2 separate regions of the Mus musculus genome follow, and region 2 is linked to region 1. The links are chromatin contacts, called in public HiChIP or PLAC-seq maps. All regions are on one chromosome and are shown on one strand. The core of a region is the stretch at or near the end of the contact, and the rest is flanking DNA. Distances in the headings are between cores, read along the strand shown.

The links. HiChIP or PLAC-seq counts read pairs in DNA pulled down with a chosen protein or histone mark.
Region 2: an H3K27ac HiChIP or PLAC-seq map of embryonic stem cells shows a contact between it and region 1, with 6 times the contacts expected there. The contact joins the enhancer-like site here to the promoter of Oit3 in region 1. A contact is called at or near these places in 3 of 39 promoter capture datasets (cranial neural crest, liver and maxillary cranial neural crest), 3 of 484 Hi-C or Micro-C datasets (B cells, bone marrow-derived macrophages and pre-pro-B cells), 8 of 115 datasets of contacts at active chromatin or transcription factors (embryonic stem cells, epiblast stem cells, extraembryonic endoderm stem cells and 3 more) and 5 of 9 other capture datasets (adipose tissue, embryonic stem cells, liver and 2 more).

Annotation. Positions count from the first base shown.
Region 1 is chr10:59,438,869-59,444,510 of GRCm38.p6, reverse strand. It overlaps Oit3 (oncoprotein induced transcript 3), which reads left to right and starts at 2,732. Exons shown (of 9, transcript NM_010959.2): 1 at 2,732-2,888; 2 at 5,596-5,642. The coding sequence starts at 2,828. Gm36318 (a long non-coding RNA gene) reads right to left here and starts at 2,758. Exons shown (of 3, transcript XR_380461.2): 1 at 2,671-2,758; 2 at 2,331-2,411; 3 at 626-1,256.
Region 2 is chr10:59,793,706-59,799,347 of GRCm38.p6, reverse strand. The region is part of intron 8 of Micu1 (mitochondrial calcium uptake 1); the gene reads right to left. Gm17059 (predicted gene 17059) reads left to right here. Exons shown (of 2, transcript NR_155871.1): 2 at 1-146. Among named protein-coding and RNA genes, the nearest start is that of Gm17059, 3.7 kb to the left of the region's middle. Within about 2 kb of position 3,312, at least 14 of the 459 cell types and tissues checked have an H3K27ac peak or open chromatin away from gene starts, as enhancers often do. A contact at or near this core is called in embryonic stem cells and liver, where this site is marked.

The sequences.
Region 1 (5,642 bases), core at 1,483-3,982:
ATTCCTTGGGATCATACTGAATGTTAAGTTACCTGCTTTATATGTTCGCATTTGCATGTCATTTGCATATGCTTTATAAGCGTGGCCCATGCTAAACACGGCCCTCTCCTTCAAACATCTCTGCTCCTGTGTCTTGGACTTCCCTCTTCAAGGCCACAGTTTCCTAGTCTTCTTTGCAGTCTCCTGCCAGTGACCACATATTAAGTGTTAACTTCCCACCATGCTCTATCTAACCTGGGGCACACTTCCCTTGGACAATCTTGCCCACTCCCCCAAATCAGGTACCATTTATATGTTGAAGGCTGTCCCAGTATGGTTCTGAGGTCTCTCTAGAGCAGCAAGCTGGTTTCCTTTCCTCCCTGACTGTATTGCCCTATGTATGGTAAGTTTCTTCCCTGTCACCAGGGTATTTGGGGGCTTAAATCCTAAGGACACATACTTTAGGAGACTTGAAAATACAAACAAGTGCTAACACTAACAATGGGGGAGAGGGCACTAAATGATACAATAAAGAAGCAATTAACCAAATCTGAAACACAGAACACTCTATAAGTGGCTGATTAGATGACTGGCCAATAGTATAAAAGAGGCAGGATGATGTAGACGTTTAAGTGACACCTCAAAATGCAGTCTACAGTAAAAGTCTTGCTCAATCCTGATTCAAACTAGCAATACAAATGAACGTTTGAAACTATTGGAAAAGCTAAACACAGATAGGACATCAAATGCCGAAGAATTATTCCTGCTTTCCATAACTGTAATAACAGCCTCGTGGTGACATAAATAAGAGAGACCACCTCTTAGGGATGTACCGTGGAATGTGAACAAAATAAAATAAAAAAATCAAGAAGATGTCAGTGGGCTTCGCAGCTGGGTGTTCACCCTCCTTCTTCTGTCCTGTATATTTTTAAAGGCAGGTCAACTAAAAGGGAAAAAACCCGACAAGAGTGGGGGAGGGGTATCCTGGCATCCCCGGGATTCTTGTTTATAGAACCAAAGGGCTATCTGGTGCAAGTCCTTGACTCCAGCAATCAATCTTGGCCACAAGCCTGGGTTTATCTCAGGCACACGTCCTTTGTTTTTTCAAACACATATAAAGCACTGGAATGTCTTCTCAGGGACAGGAAACAGTGAGGCTTGTTTTTTTTTGTTGTTGTTAAAAGCAACAGCAGCATTGCCCAGCTATGGAGTCCCACGTCATCCATCACTGCTGTCAAACTACAACTTAAGACCCTAGTGGTCAAGCTGCCTGGGTCCTAACGGGGAGAAAGAAACAAAGTTAGATCCGTGCGACTCCTTGTTCACCTGTAGCTCCTGCAGATCCCACTTCTGTTTACCGTCACAATCTAGAAATTAACAATCTAGTAATAAGGACTAATAGTTTCTGGAAATGGAGCCCTTAGAAGAAAGAAGCCACAATCATTTGGGAAAAGTGCTTAAGACCTTTTTTTTTTTTTAATGTAAGGGCTGCCTTCCCCAAACATGCTTCTTGTCCCAGTTGCTAGAGATGTGGTTACTCAGAGAACAAACTCAGGTATGGAAGGGACAGAAGGGACGTGGGGATAAGCTCTGATTTGAGGCTCTAAAAGTTGGATTGGGTGAGAGAATGTATTTCCCTCAGACCTATTTAAAATAGATCTTGACATATGTTTAGCCCACCCTGCTGATTGACCCCATTCCATTGCCTTTTTACCATAATTTCTGGTTCTGGGTGCCCACAGCCAGAGACCTTTGACCCCCATGTCTGAAGTTACTACACCCAGGCCTGGTGACGTCTAGTGAGCTGGTCCCCATGGTCCTCCTCTTTGGTCTGGGATTTTGTTAATTAATGGGTAGTTCCAAATTTTGGGAAGTTCCTGCTATCATTTTAGTGTGAGAACTGGATAAATAAATAACCCCCAATACCCCATGGAAAAGAAACCCAGCACGGAAACACCAGGCATCACTGCTGGGTTGGTAATGCCCGAGTGAAGGTTTGTCCCTTCAGAAACTCTGAGACTGGAGACCAGAATAAGGAAAATCTAGGAACTTCTTCAAGAGAATACCAGCCCCTCCCAGGCCCCTCCCTATCTCCTGTGTGTGTGTGTGTGTGTGTGTGTGTGTGTGTGTGTGTGTGTGTGTGTGTGTGTATGCCTGTGTGCATGTGTGTGTGTCTGGGTATGTGTTTTTCTGCGTGTCTGTGTATGTGTGTCTGTGTCTATGTGTGTCTCTGTGTGTGTGTGTGTGTGTGTGTGTGTGTGTGTGTGTGTATTTCTGTGTGTTTCTCTGTGTGTATGTGTGTGTGTTCTTGTTATCTCCTGGACCATCAGACTGAGACATTTCTCCAGTACCCAGTTCCACGGTGTGGCTTGACTCGCTCTGGCTGAAGGAGGCTGCACAATGCCATGGCTGCCACATCAGGAAGTCAGTTCCTAGAAGTCACAAAACAAGATTTGACGTGAGGGGATGTCCCTAAGTGAGAGTTCCCTTCTGGATAAGATACCGAAGGCTCCGTTACAGGCAGTTCTTGGGGGGTGGAGGGGGGACACACACACAATAGGAGGATGAGGCATGGAGAGGGTTTTTTTGTTTTTTGTTTCCTCTAAAGACCCGTATCAGTAAAATACTGCTGGGGAAGGTGAGGAGCAAGGCCTCTATCTGGAGTCAAGGCCAGAGCGTTATCCCACTCACCGTCTTCCGCTGTCCCACGAGGTCCCAGCCAGCGCGGATACAGATATTCTTCCTAAGAGTCCAGAGGGATATTCTCCCCTAAGTGCTTGAGAGAACAACGGAGAACTGTTGTTACACCGGGAATCTTCTATCCACTCCTGGCAGCTGGATCAGAACGATGCCTCTGTCCCTGCTGCTCACCTGCCTCTCCACCACAGTCACCTTGGTGTCACCTGCGGGTAAGTCCCGTGTCAAGAATTTGGCACAATGTACTTTTGTGTTGCTGTTTGCTTTTGGGTACCAAATGTTAAGAACCAGATGACAGGGCCTTAAATACAGCCCTATGGTTGTGTAAAACAAACAAAAACAAAAACAAAACAAAAACAAAAAAAAGACAAAACAAAAACAGTCATTCAACCTACATGGATATATATACCCACCCAGAGAATTTTTGTTTCGTGTTCCTTTAGCTTCCTGCCTGAGTGGCTAGGACTTCCAAGGACCTTTTTTCTCTACAACCTTCCTATGAGCTAAGGGGTTCTGGGAGTATGTGTGAAAAGAAATTAGATCTCTTTCTAGGGTAAGGACGTTAGAGTTCCAACTTTAAGAATGGAAACGATATTTTCTTTCCTTTAGAAATGAGAGTAGAGCTTTTTCCTTAATGAGTAAAAGGGAGCAAATGTTCTGTCCCCATGAAAGGGGCAGACCTGGATAAAGCAGGTATTAAATTTGACCTTTAAAAATATGAGTGACTTTTTGCACAGACCAAGCAACTTCTCAGGCTTGGCATAAAACTTGCCAACGAGGATCCTTCTGGGTGTTTCTGTGTAGCTCAGTGTATGACTGGCTTAGATTGGTTTCTCTGCAGTAACTTGGGCCACACTGACACCTTTAAATATATATATAATTTACATATGTGTGTATAGACACACACACACAAAGTTTGAATCCAGGCAATAGTGGCACAACCTTTAATCCCAGCACTCAGGAGGCAGAGGCAGGTAGATCTCTGTGAGTTTGAGGCCAGCCTGGTCTACAGAGTGAGTTCTAGGACAGGACAGCCAGGGCTACACAGAGAAACCCTGTCTTGAAAAACAGAAACCAAGCAACAACAACAACAACTGATTGAACCCTGAGGAGATATGCGTATTACAATATCCTGGATGGGATCCTGGGACAGGGGACATTGTAGATAGAAACTAAAACAATGTGAATGACCACAGGCTTGAGGTAATAATAATCAATGGTGCTTCTCAGTGCTTGGAACCCAGGAAAGAAGAGGTGAACAGGGAGAAGCAGGGGACAGGACAGGGAGCTTCTAGACACAGCAAAGGCACAAGGGCTGAAAAAACTGTGACTTGGACAGTGTACAGGGCCTTCGAGGTACACCAGCCTCCAGGATAACAAGATAGGGACACAAATACGTCTGCTCAGGCCCCGTGGTTGGTCTTTGTATAAGATCCAAGCTCCTAAGTGTTCTGCTGAGCCGCTGAGCTTTCTAGCAGGGAGGGGGACTTTGAGAGAAACATACAGGGTTGTTCTCTTTCAAGTCGCTGAGGACTGTCTGAGCTAACTAGGATCAGTTTCTATAATGCCACATTCTTGGCTCCACACTGAGAGCAAAAAGACGATTTGACACCAAATGGGAATTTTAAAAGAGTGTGGAAGAATGTAATGTTAGCAAATATCCAGCAACTGTGTTTGTGTGACATCTCATATAGGGTCAATCTCTTCTTCACGCCACTGTTCCTCTACAACAGGAGGGCAACTGAACTTTCCAACAGTCTAAGAAATGACATTTAACTTTAAGGAAAACTTTAGAAATCATGGAATAGTCATTACGGGAGTTGTTGTCAATGCCATGAAAGGTTGAGAGTCTAACATTTCTTGTAAAATTAGAGACAGGGAGATGAGTGAAATATTTCTATGAAGTTATAATCATCTGTGAAATTGTTCTGGAAGCCCTGCTTGGCTGGAGAGCCATAGCCAGAGGGGTGGAGGAGACTTCCCCCTAGGAGAAGGGAGGGAATTTGAGGACATCTCTTCAGGGAGCACTGAATTGTCAGCTGGCACTCTGCTGGGGCAGCTCGGAGGCATTTTAAAGACTTTGGAAGGAACTCGCAAAACTTGAAGAGAAGGTGGCACAAGCAAGAATTTACAATCCTACAAATGTCATTTCCAGAAAGCACAATGTCCTGAACACTTTTTGCCCCAGACCGTCAAGTTATTTCCTGCCTGCTCTTGCCAAGCTGCAGAGTATTTCAAAGCAACTGGCCGTGTGCCTCGGGCCTTTCCCTTTCTGTGGAATGAGCTTTCCACATTCTTTATTCAGTCAGACTTCATACTGAGGCAAGACCTGACTGCCACTTTTGCAAAGGTAACTCAAGGCCTTCCCCCTTTTTCACACACCACACACACACACACACACACACACACACACACACACACACACACAACTCTCCCCGCCCTCAGGGACCATAGGCTGATATTGATCCGGGAGGGCAAGGGGAACAGAGATGAACACAGCCTTTGAGTACCTACAACGAATGACAATGCCCTGCAGACAGGGGCATGGAGGTATGTGTGAACGTTTTGAATTCCCCAGACAAAATCAGAGAAGGAGGAGCCCTGCTAATGAAGGGAGTCCTCCATTACGTGTCAAGTCTCAGAAGACTTCGATCTTGATTAGCAGAATTTCCACACAACACACACACACACACACACACACACACCACACCACACCACACCACACCACACCACACCACACCACATCACATCACATCACATCACATCACATCACATCACATCACATCACATCACATCACATCACATACACACACTTTTTGTTTGACAAATCAAAATGCAAAAGCGAGGTGGATGTAGCCAGTCATTGGCACTGTGATCTGAAACATCACCGGCTATCTCTGGGTCCTCTTTCACCCCCAGTCCTAGATCCTTGTTCCGCTTACATCAGTCTGAACGAGCCCTGGAGG
Region 2 (5,642 bases), core at 2,063-4,562, 350 kb before region 1:
GGTGTTGAGCATGGTGATGCATGCTGATAATCTCAGCACTTGGGAGCCCAATGCTAAATTACCAGATTTAGACTAAGGATGGCTGCGTAGTGGGACCCGGCCTCAAAATAAACAAATAAAATTCTGGTTCATTCATCTTGCCTTGAGAAGCTTAGAGCAATGTTTTATTTCTTTTTGTATCTTCATCATTGAGTACAGATCCTGCACTACTTCAAGGTGGATTGCCAGGGACACAATCTCTGGCCCACCCGCCATGTGTGTGAACCCATGGCAAGCTATTCAACCTCTTTCTGCCTCAATTGCCATGCCTAAAAAACATATATGTGAGTACACTGTGCTCAGACACACTAGTGGAGGGCTTCAGATCCCATTACAGATGGTTGTGAGCCACCATGTGGTTGCTGGGAACTGAACTCAGGACCTCTGGAAGAACAGCCAGTGTTCTTAACCACTGAGCCATCTCTCTAGCCCCAGTTTCTACACTTTTTAAATGTGGGATTACAATGCTAACCTCACAGCACTGTGAAGTCCAAGGGAAACAAAGAGTGGGGGCACAATTAGATCAGCACCTGATTTAAGGGGAGGGCTTAAGGAATGTCGGCCAGCACCTTCCCCAGGCCTGGGGTTGTTAATGTGCTGGGCAGTGCTACAGCTCTATAGTCACAGACCAGCCAGGAGTATGTGTGGCTAACCAGTGAACTGTGGGCCTCTGAGGCTTCTTGCCACACACTGCTCTCCTTTTCTGTGCTGTAGCTCAACTCCAATATGTTAAAAATCTAACTAGCCCTGCGTTCAAAAGTTCCAAATGAATGACTATGACCTTCTGAAACTCAGGCATCGGGCTCCAAAGTTGAGAAGGACTTGTATTCTACTGAAAAAAGGGCTGCCACATCTTTGAATGACAGTCAAGAGACATTTCCCAGGAGGGAGATCAAATCTTCATGACTTATTTATGAGTTTGATTTTTTTTTTCTTGTGGCCAGTTTAAAATGAATTTAGAATGTAGCATTAAGGATATCGGGTGACAGAAAAATCCAGAAAACTGACAAATATTGTCAAAGTACCACGGTCGTCCCACTGACTTTGGGATTGCAAAGTTATCGGTAAATCAGAGCAAGACAAGCCTCCAACGCTTGACACGTGTACTCAGTGATTAATGTGACTCTGTGCTCAGAAGAGTCTCCTGCCAGGCGTGGGAGCACCGTTCTACCTCCTCGGAAGGCCACAGCAGGAGGATGACCTGAGCCCAGAAGTTATGTTAGCTTGGATTCTGTCACCCTGAGATGTTCCCTTCTTTAACACAACCAAAAGATAAAAACTACTAGGGAAAATTAAATTATCCTACTATCTTTTATTTTTATTTTTATTTTTGAGAGGGGCTCTCACGTAGCCCAGGCTATATACTCCATAGCCGAGGATGGCCTTGAGTTCCTTATTCTCCTTCCTGTACCTTCCAAGCACTGGCATTACAGGTGTGTATCATCAAATCCAGCTATGTTCTATTTCTCAAGTCAGTGATCAGCGCTTTTAAAATCCTTGACTCCAGAACCAGGCATGTGGTGCACGGCTTTAATCCCAGCACTAGGGAGGGGGAGAGAGGTGGGTCTCTGAGTTTGAGGCCATCCTGGTCTGTAAAGTGAGTTCCAGGACAGCCAGGGCTACACAGTGAAACCTTGTATCAAACAACAACAACAAAACAAAAACCAACTAACCAAGCAGCCCCCCCCCAAAAAAAAATCCCAAAATAAAAAACAAGCAAAACAAAAAACAAACAAAAAACCCCCAAAACAAAAACCAATAAAAATATTTCTCTGGTTCTTTAATTAACCCCTAGTGTGTATGGATCATGCTACTGATCCTATTTATTGACTTCTTAAAAATGGACAGACCTTTAGATTTAAGGACTAAGACAACAAAATAAAGAACTTGAAAGGGACAAAAAATAAAACCACTAAAGCCACACATACACACACACACAAATATATGTGTATGAGCACATGTACATACATATTAAGTATTCATGAGCACCTATGTATGCATGTATGTTATTTGAAATAATGGTATTGTTAAAGTTGCAAGAGGATTTTCCCAGGGTGAAGACATACTGTAATTTTGGTTTTCTTATTTCCCTACAATTTATTTTTACATTATAATTCTATTTTGCATCTATATTTTGCATAAAAATATATTATAATTTTATGCACATGGGTATGTTTGCATGCACATGGTGCACCATGTGTGTGTCTGGAATCCATGGAGGCCAGAAGAGGGCACTGGATCCTGGGGAGCTAGAGTTAAGATGGTTGAGAGCCACCTGGTGGGTCCTGGGAATTGAACCCAGATCCTTGGGACAAGCGTCCTGGACTGTTATCCCGAGTCTCTTCTGCAGCCTCCTCACACAGTCTGTAATGCTGTGGTAATATCATAGTTTCTGGTGAAAAACCACAGCCCACTTTTTCACATTTAAGAAAATGCTTGCTCTGGTCTTCTCTCAACACTTTGACAAGAATAAGGCAGGTCATACTGTATATAGATTTTTTCCCTCAAAGAAAAAATATTAGTAAAATACCTTTACCTTTATAACCAACAGTTGTATTACTTTACAAGGGAGGAGGCTGCTCATAGGTCTTTTTTCTTAAAATATAAACAAACAAAAAACCTCCTTTAAATATGTACTTTGCTTGTTAAAGTTATAAATACTTAAAGGAGTAAAGTACCTTTTATTGAATAATTCAAGCTAAAACCGAGAATGGAATAAGAAACTATAAATTTATTATTATCTCTATTTTGCTTTGTAGAAGCAAAAGAGTAAAAGAGAAGCAATCCCGATGAAAACTCTGCTTTGTTTGCTTGCATGTAATTAAGAGTCAACTCTGTGGGGCTTTGAGGTTAAGAGTACTGGCTGTTCTTCCAGAGGACCCGGGTTCAGTTCCCAGCACCCACCTGGCAGCTCACACCTGCCTGTAACTTCAGTTCTAGGGGATCTGACACCCTCACACAGACAGACAAGCAGGCAAAATGCCAATGCACATCAAATAAATAAATAAATTGTGAGGAAAAAAGAAAGAATCAACTCTGGACCCGGCAGCTTGGTAGCACGTGCCTACAAACCAGTACTTGGAAGGCAGAGCCAGGAGACTAAGTTTGAGGCCAGCATGATGTACAAAATGTGTAATCAACCCAGCCAGGTCTATGCTAAGAAATCCTGTCTCAAAAAGCCAGGATCAAAAACAAAAGCCAAGACAAATACAGGCTGTGAGGACAACCAAGCCCAGCTGGAGGCCTTCCTGCCCCGTCCTTTTCTGTAACCACTTGGCCTTTGTCTCTCACAGGCAATGTGATCCCTGCCTGCACTGTTAGAGCAAGAAACGGTACACACAGTTATGCTTGGATGGATCCAAACATGATTCTAGGGGCTCCTTAGGCACTCTGAAATTAACCCCTCTGGGCTAGACTATAGTGTTGTGCACAGTGCACAGTGGCAGAGCACTCGCCTGGCTTGGGCCAGACTTAGGTTAGACCCAACACTGAAAGCAATAGCAACAGGCAGGCAAGCCAGCTGGTACATAAATACATTTGCCACCAAGCCCAAGAACTTGAACTTAATCCCCAGATCTCATAGATTAGAAGAGTAAATTTTAAAAAAGTATTAATCTCATTTTCTCTAATCCTTAACAATTTATTTATTTGGATTATGTGTGTGTGTGAGACGAATGTGCAGGCCCATGTGCTATGGCCCACTTGTAGGGATCGGACAACCCCGTAGAATCAGTTCTTTCTTTTCACTGTGGGAATAAGCAAAAGAAACTTAACCTAAGTGCTACCATTTTGTTTTCACATTCCATTTAATCATAGGAGAAACTAAATAAAGGTCCCAGGTTCTAGGAGAGCTAGGAACTTCCCAATAGCTGAACAGCTTCTCTTAGTGAGAAGGCTCGGCTGATTCCATGACAGGCTTCAAACTGGCAGTTCAGGAGACGAGGCCTAAATCTCAGTTTCTAAGAACTGGGCAAGCCCAGGCAAGTCCTGCCCTCAAAGCTGCCCACCACCTGGCCCGAGGCAAAGACAATGGGTCGGCAGCAGTTTCCAGACTTCACACCTTGAAAATGGTTCCAGAAAGTCTAGAGGTGGAGTAAGACAAAGGTCATCTATCCCAGAATTCCAATGTGTTTTAAAGCGAGCCTTCTTCAGGCTCACGTGATTGTCTCTCTATCCTGGTAATGGGAGAATGCTGGACTTCTGAAGAATAAAACACTCTGCGCTTTCATACTGTTTTGAGTCTGGGGTTTCATTCTTCGGGGAAGCATGGACCCTTACATTATAAGGAAAAAGTTGTCCCAGTCCAGACATCTCAAGGACAACCTCTCCATCTTGCTGGCAGGGTCAAACAAGGTCATGTTCCAGGCCCAGGAACCGACTCCTATCCTGATTGGTGAAAACTCCCTTGCTCAACCCCTTAAGTCAAAATATGACTGGACAATGCTACAGCCCACTCCGCTCCCTCTCGCTGCGTGGTCTCATCCTTTAAATGTGCTGTGTAATTTCTCTCTAGGGTCCCAGTTCAGCTCCCAAGTCTGTTCTGTGGCCCGGATCAATCAGTAGCAGCTTGATTACAGTAAATTTTTGTCGTCTGCATTGACGTGGTGTTTGAGTTAAGTTGGATTTAGTGGATCCTACGCACTACCTATATGTGGCTCTGGGGCTGGACTCAGGTCAGAAGCATCTTTACTCTCTGAGCCACTTGCTGGGTCTCTCTATTCTTATTGATAGTGGTGAATAGTTAGCCCATTTCTTTGTGCCCTGCTTTTAGGATTTTTTCCCTATTAAACAAGGTAATCTCTCTCTCTATATATATATTTGCCCAGAAACATAAGACAGTCATTAAGTGACTGGCTGATTATACACTATCCACACAGACCCCCAACTCATTTCATAATTTCTTTGTTGTATGTTCTAGTTAGTCTTTATTCTTGCATAAATTAGTTTTTTACTTTCTTTGACATGACAGTTCCTTTCCCCCAAATTAAAATTAACCATAATCTTTCAAAGAATTCTCTAGTATCTTTCATTTTGATTGACATCTTTCTTGCTACAGTCTTCAAGAAATCAATGAATATATTAACTGGAATTAGACTCGGCACCTGTCTCCAAGGAACCCTGCTCACTCATTTCTGGCAGCCTTAGATGGAATTCTTAACCTAAAAAAGAGTTTTAAGGAAGCAACTTTGTATTCTTACATCACTTCTTTAAAACTGTGTTTTTGTTGCTGTTGCTCTCAAATAGAGAAAGGGAGAGGGGAGGAATGGGACAAAGGCTGTCAGAGTGTAAGAGCACTCAGACAGGGCAGAGCTCAGCAGGTGATCGTTCTCATGATGCTGCAGCTGGCTTGGGTAACAAACAGAATAGTCTTCTCTGTCCTGGGAGTGATACCTGGGTAGCAAAGGAACCAGAAACGGACTTCTGGAGAAGGCCAAATGCTACAACTTTGGTCCTTTTCAGCCCCTAAAATCTAAACTGTGTTGAGTCCCATAGAAACCATAGCACAGGCTAAAAAGAACAAAACAAACCGAGAACCAATCATGTAAGGAACAGAAATAGCTCTGTCTGAGAGGAATTGTGAAGGTACCAGGCTCCGAGCAGAC